Regions from separate parts of the Gossypium hirsutum genome. Here regions 1 and 3 are each linked to region 2. A link is a contact called in public Hi-C data. All regions are on one chromosome and are shown on one strand. The core of a region is the stretch at or near the end of the contact, and the rest is flanking DNA. Distances in the headings are between cores, read along the strand shown.

Region 1 (2,700 bases), core at 109-2,608, 250 kb after region 2:
CCTCAAAAAGAACTTTAGCAGGTTATAACATGTTGCATTTTCCCCACATTGAGGATTCTTACAGCAGCTAACACAACTAAAAGATTTGTAAGAAACTACGTTGTAATATTAAGATGATGGGATTTAATTCCTTCACTTACAGCTCGCTTAGGGAGGCCAACGGCCCAGCCGATCAAACAATATATCACCCCAACGAACAAGTGAATAACTGACACAAAACTGCATAAAAAATGGCATCAAACCATTACTATTCAATGGGAAAGAAAAAGTAAAATTCTGGTTTTGGATTCTCTAGTGTAAAATTTTGAAATTTAATCTCTATACTTATAATTTCACATAATTTGATCCTCTCCAATATTATTAGCAGGTCTAAATTGATAATGCTGGTAACTGCGGCCGTAAACGTGAAATTCACGAATCTGCTAAAACTATTAACCCCGTTATTAATCAACCATTAAGACATTAAAAACTGCAATTAACAGTATTATTTGGACCTACAAATAATATTATAAAAGTAAAGGCATTATTCCACGTTAAAGTTGAGTTAGTAGATGGACTAAAACTAAGATTAGACCAAATGATAAGTTAAAAATTCCCCAAAAAAACAAGAAAAATGATATAAAAACTCCAATTACTTACTAGGGATAAGGGAAGTAATTGTAGATCTTCTTGTTGAGAATGTTAAAGATTACATTTAAGAAGTACCTGGAAGGATAAAAAATAGAATTAAAACACGATGTTGTAAATTGAAATTTAAAAAAAAAATTGAAGTAAATTTGACTGTTGACCGAATCTTAACCACGGTTCAAACCGCCGAACATTTGACGGCTAAACACGCCGACCGGTTTTTTTACCTACCACATGAAGAAGAAGAAGCCAGTAACAAGAGCGGGATACTTTTGGAAGAATCCAACCGGAGCGATCTCAGCGTCCCTGCAATATCACCGAATCAGTGAGTCAGAGAACTAAGGCGTGGACGAGTTTGACCGAGTCAGAACGGAGGAAACGGACCTCACCCGGCGGAATCGCTTCCTCCCCCGGCCGCCGACGACGCGGAAGCTAGAACCGGCTTCAAAATCTCCCGTTTATTGACCGGCGAGATCTCGAGCAACAGCGACGGCCTTAGCTGTCTCCCCCATATCACGTTCCCGCCTTCTCCGACGGCTCCGATAGGCTTAGCCGAAGCAAACGAAACACTGAGAGAGTCTCGCGAAAGCTTCGGCCTGATCTGAGGCAAGCCGGCGATGGTGGAAGCGCGTGACAACAACCGCGACTCCATTGTTACTGAGAGGAAGAGAGAATCAAATGGCTATCCCCTTAGATAAGAGTGAGCTCTTTAATGGAGGGAAAAGAATTAAGAAATTAACAGATTTTTCATTTTCTATATTTATTTTGGTTTATTTCTAAGTTTAGTCCTTATACTATTCTAAAATTTGATATTTAATCATTTTATTTTAATTTGATATAATTTATTATTGGTGTAGGGTTGAGCAAATTTTTTTATTTCGAGAAATCAAAAACCAATTTAAATCATACCACAAATTAACAAACTATCATTACTCCAACTAAATCAATTTTTATTTTATTTCATTTATAATTAATTTTAATTTTTATGATGTAAAAATAAAAATTGTAAGGTTCAGTTGACATTTTTTCTGTGATAACAATAAGAAAGATATGAATTTAAGAGCGTTTAAACACATGTTATTTATTATGGGTGTGTTATAGGCAATAGTAGTAATTTTTTATATTTTTTATTTAAAATAGTAAAAACAACATAAAAATGCTATGTGTTTGTTTTCAAAAATAATATATTTTATATGAAAATTTATTTTTAAAAAATATTAATAAAAAATTCTTAAAATTTTATTAAATAATTTTCACAACTCATAAAACAAAGTTCATTTTGTCAATATAAAGTCTAAAACTCAAAATTAGTATGTAAAAATCGAGAAATAAATTGAAGTATCACAACCAATTTAAACAAATTGATCAAATCGAATCGAACTCAACCCTAATTGTTTAAACATGTGACAAGATTCCACGTGACTTACTGGTAGTGTGGTCGAGTAACAATAAAAAAAACAATCATGTTATCACTTTAATTACAACAACTAATTGTGTATTTTATATATTAAAAAAAAAGAAATCAAATTATGTCGAATTAAGGTAAAAGATTAATCTCAAAAAAATTAACATAGTCAAGGGACTAAAACCAGAATTACACCTTTCTTTTTTTTGTTTTTAAAATTATCGATTAATTCTATTTTATTGGTCCTCGATTCTCAAAAAAAATTACGTCGTTTTGGTCGCCTGCGGCAAGGTACAGGCGAATACGCTGTATACTCTGGCTTTTTGACGTATAATAAAGATCAGAAACCGAGGAGATTATTAATCAACGGTGGAGAAAGCATTGAAATAGAAATGAAGAGATTGAGATGTGGGGCCAGATCTTATCCCCTGTGTATGGCTGGTGAAGACAGATATCTCGTCCAATTGTTTACGAGTGGCTTCTATTTTGCCTTGTTTTTGCAAATATCCTTATCGTCTCCCATCCCCTTTCCATTATTTGCTTGAAAGTAAATGTTTACAATTCCACTTTTAGTCCCTCTATGATGCTTACTCTTATATTTTAATCAATCTATTTTAATTCGATACAATTTAATGCTCTATTTTTGGTTCAAATGGATATCATCATAT
Region 2 (2,700 bases), core at 78-2,577:
AGTTAACATTGGTATCTAAAGGGCCCTAATATCTGAAAGTGATTTCTCTCTCCATATTCATACAACACTGCATTTGACTATGTGGAAAATAGCTTCTATCTATATTATCCGAACTCTAACATTCATGTCCTACGTATTCATATATAATACCTCAAATATATAAAAACTTAAATAAATACATGTACACATCCCACAAAACACATAACACATATAAATACATACCTATCTCGAACGTTCAACTCTAAATTAATCCCTTTTTTTCTGACTTGCATTGAATTTCCCATTGAAGCGTTACAATTGTTGGAAAGGGGGCAGTATGACAGACAAGATATTATTGTAAGCAATGTGGGATCGTTTAAGCATTGTACATGAATGCCGTGGAGAAATGAAAGCAACACTTCAGAACGAGATAGACCCAGCGAAGCTCGACCCTTTCCTAAACCTGAGTTTTCAGGACTGACCTGGAAACCAGATTCTAAAGCTTTATTCATAAAAGAGTAGATTTTACTTAACATTTTCGCATTAAAGCTGTCATAACTGTCCTAAGTCCCAACATAATATTTGTGTAATCATCGGAACAAAGCAAAGTACCTATACATGGTAAAAATTCTACTTATGCTGATATGTAACATATGTTGTCTAATTCTTCAATTTTATAACAAAAAAAACTACAGAACTTAGCCAAGGTTTACAGTTTGCACTATCACAGCAATTTCTTCAGTAAGAACTGAACTCCATATCTCAGCTTGAAGGATTTAATGATCATCAAATGGTCAGAAAATATTTAAGCAGAATCACTTAATGTGTCATAAGTTCCAATTATTTCAATAAGGAAAGTTTTAAAGATATTTTCTTCCAAATCCAAATAATAAAAATAATAAAACCCTTTAATAAATAACTTAAAATGAGAACAACACTGGTGATATTGATTCAAATGAAGTTAACTTTGATGTCAAAAAGGGGCATAGTATCTGAAAGTGATTTCTTTATATCCATATTCATACCACACTGCATTTGGCTTATGTGAAAAATAGCTTCCATCTATATTATCCCAATTCTAAAATTCATGTCCTATGCATATTCATATACTTACAAATACATAAAAACTTAAATAAAACAATAATTACATACCCATACCCAACATTCAACTCTTTTGACTTGCGTTGAATTTCCCAATGAAGCGTTACAGTTGTTTGAAAGGAAGCTCTATAACAGTAGCAATGTGGGATTGGTTCAAGCATTGTTCTCAAAAGCACTGGCCCAATGCCACAACAAGAGGATCTCCCCTGGGCCATGAAAAAGAATTCAAGTGACACAGAGATGGGATAGACCCAACAAAGCTTGATCCTTTCCAAGACCTGAAATTTCAAAACTGGGTCAAGTTTGGACGAAGAAAAAGACCAAAGACCCTCAAAGAAGACACATGTCGAACATATGGCATTCATACTTGCAACATGTCGATCAATTAAGCTGCCACCTTCTCTTCCTCTGCTTCCATCCATATGGTTTGCATGGCTAAGAGACTTAAGACACAAACTGGGAAATCATTGCAAGTGAAATGAAAGTATACTATACAATACTCACATGCAGTTTTTTGGCAGGGATAAACTAAGGATACCCAACAATGGCAGCCATGATTAGAGCAATGACAAGATATGAGGGATGTGGGGTGAGGATCATGGGATTCATTGATGGCTCAGTACTAGGAAAACAGAGGACAATGAGATGGAAGTTCTTGAATTGAATTGCAGCAATTTCTTCTCTGATGAAATTCTTCCCTAATCTAATGAAGCCACAACATTTTTTTAGTTTTGATAGTGGGATAATCTCAAAGTTATCATAGAACCAAAATTTAGAGAAAAAAAAATTGTCAAATATGGAAAAAAAAATTACAAAACCCAAATTGAGAAAAGTTATTAGGGACTAAAAGTTACATTATCCTAAAATATAATATTAATAAAATAAATTTTGTTTAAACTTGAAAGTTATGATAAATTTTTGGGTAAATTCACTAGAGGTCACCCTAAAATAGTATTGTTCCTCTTTTAGTCCCTTTGTTTTTGTCAATTTAGTAAGTGCTATTAAAAAAATTGGCCAAACACTCAACTGTTATGACTAGACCTAACAAAAAAGGAAAAATTTTATTTTTGTCCCTTAAAAGTTACGAAATTTTAAGTTAATTCCTTAAATCTCCATAAAAAAACCCTATATTAAATAACATAAAAATGCTAAATCCAACCTTTGATATACTTCCACCTCCGTCTTCCGCCACTATCTCATTCATTTCTTCCTCCGATCTTGACACTGAAGTAAATTTCTTAATTACCCATGTTTTCCCATTTATTTATTTTCTAACTTAGAAACCAGTTTTTCAAATGCACCATAATTATTTGTGCTTTCCATTCATTTATTTTCCAACTAAAGTCAACAGCAACATCAAAAGTGGAGGAAGAGGAAGGTATTGAATAAGTGATGACGTTTTTCAAGGCGGAAACCATGATAGAATATTCTTGTTCGGGTGAAAGACAACAGAGCAGAGACGGTGGCGACATTATAAAGGGCGGAGCTACGGTAAATTGATTTATTTTCCTTTACCTAAGCATAAAAAATTAAAAGTTCGCAGGTATAGTAACGGTGTTAATTGAAATTTTATAATTTTTAAAGGGACTAAAAGAACAATTTTTTCTTTTTTTAACAGCT
Region 3 (2,700 bases), core at 120-2,619, 180 kb after region 2:
AATCCTTACTAGACCATTGATAGGGGATCGGGACTATGTCCCAAAGTCATTAGCAACATCTACAAGTCATTATAAAACACGATTTTATCCCCAACATTCTTAAGGTTACACTCATCCCTCACACCCCAATGTTCGAAACCGAGAAGCAAGATCAGCACATGGCATTCTCGACTTTCATAATTTAACCCAACAAAACAGGGTAAATGACAGACTCATAACTTTATAATCATGTCAGAAGGCGAAAATCGATAAAACATCTAACAACCAAAGATGAGATTGTTGAAATTATTTTCTCTACGAAGGTAAAATCCGAAGTCCCGAACCAAAAAACACACAATAGCCTGCGCAATCCCGATACATTTGCACTCTGCAACATCCTTAGTTTGATCATACAAATAATAACAATAAATCACAGTTTTTTTTCTCTCTGTATCTATAGAAGGAAACCTCAATTTTGCAATTAAAAAACCCCCAAAAACACACAGACAAAATTAGAAAAAAAAAATAAAAGTTATTATAATCAAACAAACACTATAATCAAAACTAAAAAAGAAAACCTAAACTGTTTTTATCCATTAACAAAAGAATTAAATAATTAATTTTCTTAATATAATGAAATTTGCTTACCGTAACTTTGGATTCACAGGGATGATCATCTTCGAGATGGGAACACAGGGACGCGATATCGAAATCCTCGTAACAATACGGGCATGGGAAATCGGGTCGGACCTCGTCGTCAACCTCAAAATCATCGATGGTCAAACGATCTTTTTATTTATTTATATTTCAAATAAAAAAAATAGATGAGAAAAGGGGGAAAAATGAAAAAAATTTTGAAAAACCCAGATCGAAAATTGAAATTAAAACGTACCCAGATGAGAGGTTTGATGGCGGTGCTGCAAATTATACTGGCGTTTAGCGGCGGCGAGACGAGACGTCCAGAAATCGGAATCCATTTGAAAAATGACCCAAAGGTGTTTTGGAACTTTTTTGAAATTTTTATTAAAAAAAATTACAATTCACAAACTAGAAATATATGAAACTTTTGCTTCTTTTTCTACAAAAATTATATATATTTCTGGGTTTTCTTTGACTTTTGTTTTAAATAAAAAAAAAGAAGAAAAACTTAAGCTTTGTTCATCTCAATGAAAACAAATACAAGAGAGAGAAAGGTTAAATTATTTGTTAATCGATAAGATGATGATAATTAATAATGGATGATGCATGATTTTATGATTATAAATGTCTTAATCATACGAGAAAGGTTCAAAAGAAATTGAGGATTGAAATGAGAAAAATGCTTAAATCACCATTAGACAGAGAGGCGACCTAGAGCAAACGTCGGGTATTTTCTTGCTTTAATTTGATTTAGATTTACTATTTTTTCTCCTTTTAAAGTGCGTTTTTTAATTAAAAAAATAAAATAAAATAAAATGTAACTTGTGGTCTAAATTTGATGTATCTTCTTTTTCAATATGTTATTTTTCTCATGATTTTTTTATTGTAGCCATGAAAGGTTCTATTTGTATAATAACCACATAACTTTCAACATTTTGTTCTTTTTTTAATTAATAATTTGATTTATATTTACGATAATATTTAAAAATAGCATATAATAAATAATCAAATCCTTAATAAAATGTATGAAATTAAAATAATAAAAAATAGTTAAATCAAAGATAACTTTAGTCGCCCCAAAATGAAAATATTGCTATACAACCACTTAAAAATGTTTAAATTATAAATTAGTATATGATTAAATTCCACTTTGACCTCTAAAAATTTAAAAAATTTCCCTTAAGTCCCTTCAAAAATAATATAATAATAAATTAATACACAATAAAATTATATTTTAACATCTAGAAAATATATAATTCAATTCTAGTCCTTCTTAAAAAAATTATGGATTCACCCAAGAGTAAAATGAAATTTTGATAGATAAATACATCATATTAAGAATATTAAATGCAGTCCAATTATTTATTATGATATTGTCATTTTTCTTAAGTTAATTTGTAACAACAACTTAATCTGTTTTAAACAAATAATGTAGGTAAAAATAACATTGAAATAAAGTCTTGATTGAAGCGATAAAGAAAAAAAAAACATTAAAGATGCTACTGATATGGGCTTATTATTATTATTATTATTTTGATAAAATAGAATTTTTAATTTACACACATATAAAGTATCACACAAGCACGATGTGCATATTGATTTTACGATCTTGAGATAAGGTGAACACCCTTAACTTATAAACTAAATATTGAGATTCTAATTGATTATTACATCAATTCAATTAAAGATTTAACTAATAATATAGATTAATATAGTTTTCATTATTTGATTCTAGTTATTAGGTATTTTTTACTTCATTTCTGTAGAGTTATCATTATTATTAAATTAAGTTTTTTCAAATGTTATTTCACTAAATACTATCTACTGTCATTAAAAAATTAAATTAAATTATTATAGTTTAAAATATTTTTGTATCGAGGTTTTATAATCATTCAAAAATAATTATACTGGAACACAAAAACTTGACAATATGAATCTCATGTGATGGCTTAATAGTCAATGTATTCACCGCTCTAAATGTAACTTGAGTTCGAATCGCACTAATCATATTTATTATTCGAGTTTTACGTTATTCTTATAATTCATCAAAAAATTTTGAGAACACCATAAACAAAAATAAAC

The links. A called contact is a pair of places that touch in the nucleus more often than the background predicts.
Region 1: a Hi-C map of leaf shows a contact between it and region 2, with 2.7 times the contacts expected there. The contact joins the promoter of LOC107889014 here to the promoter of LOC107889009 in region 2. A contact is called at or near these places in 9 of 34 Hi-C or Micro-C datasets (callus, hypocotyl, leaf and 1 more).
Region 3: a contact with region 2 is called in a Hi-C map of leaf, with 4 times the contacts expected there. The contact joins the promoter of LOC107889012 here to the promoter of LOC107889009 in region 2. A contact is called at or near these places in 7 of 34 Hi-C or Micro-C datasets (callus and leaf).

The regions. Positions count from the first base shown.
Region 1 is chrA09:60,592,376-60,595,075 of Gossypium_hirsutum_v2.1, forward strand. It overlaps LOC107889014 (triose phosphate/phosphate translocator, chloroplastic), which reads right to left and starts at 1,359. Exons shown (of 12, transcript XM_016813303.2): 1 at 1,017-1,359; 2 at 859-933; 3 at 640-705; 4 at 141-219. The coding sequence starts at 1,279.
Region 2 is chrA09:60,345,267-60,347,966 of Gossypium_hirsutum_v2.1, forward strand. LOC107889009 (B3 domain-containing transcription factor LEC2) reads right to left here and starts at 1,328. Exons shown (of 6, transcript XM_041076276.1): 1 at 1,132-1,328.
Region 3 is chrA09:60,523,543-60,526,242 of Gossypium_hirsutum_v2.1, forward strand. It overlaps LOC107889012 (protein DEHYDRATION-INDUCED 19 homolog 4), which reads right to left and starts at 1,370. Exons shown (of 5, transcript XM_016813300.2): 1 at 872-1,370; 2 at 628-767. The coding sequence starts at 956.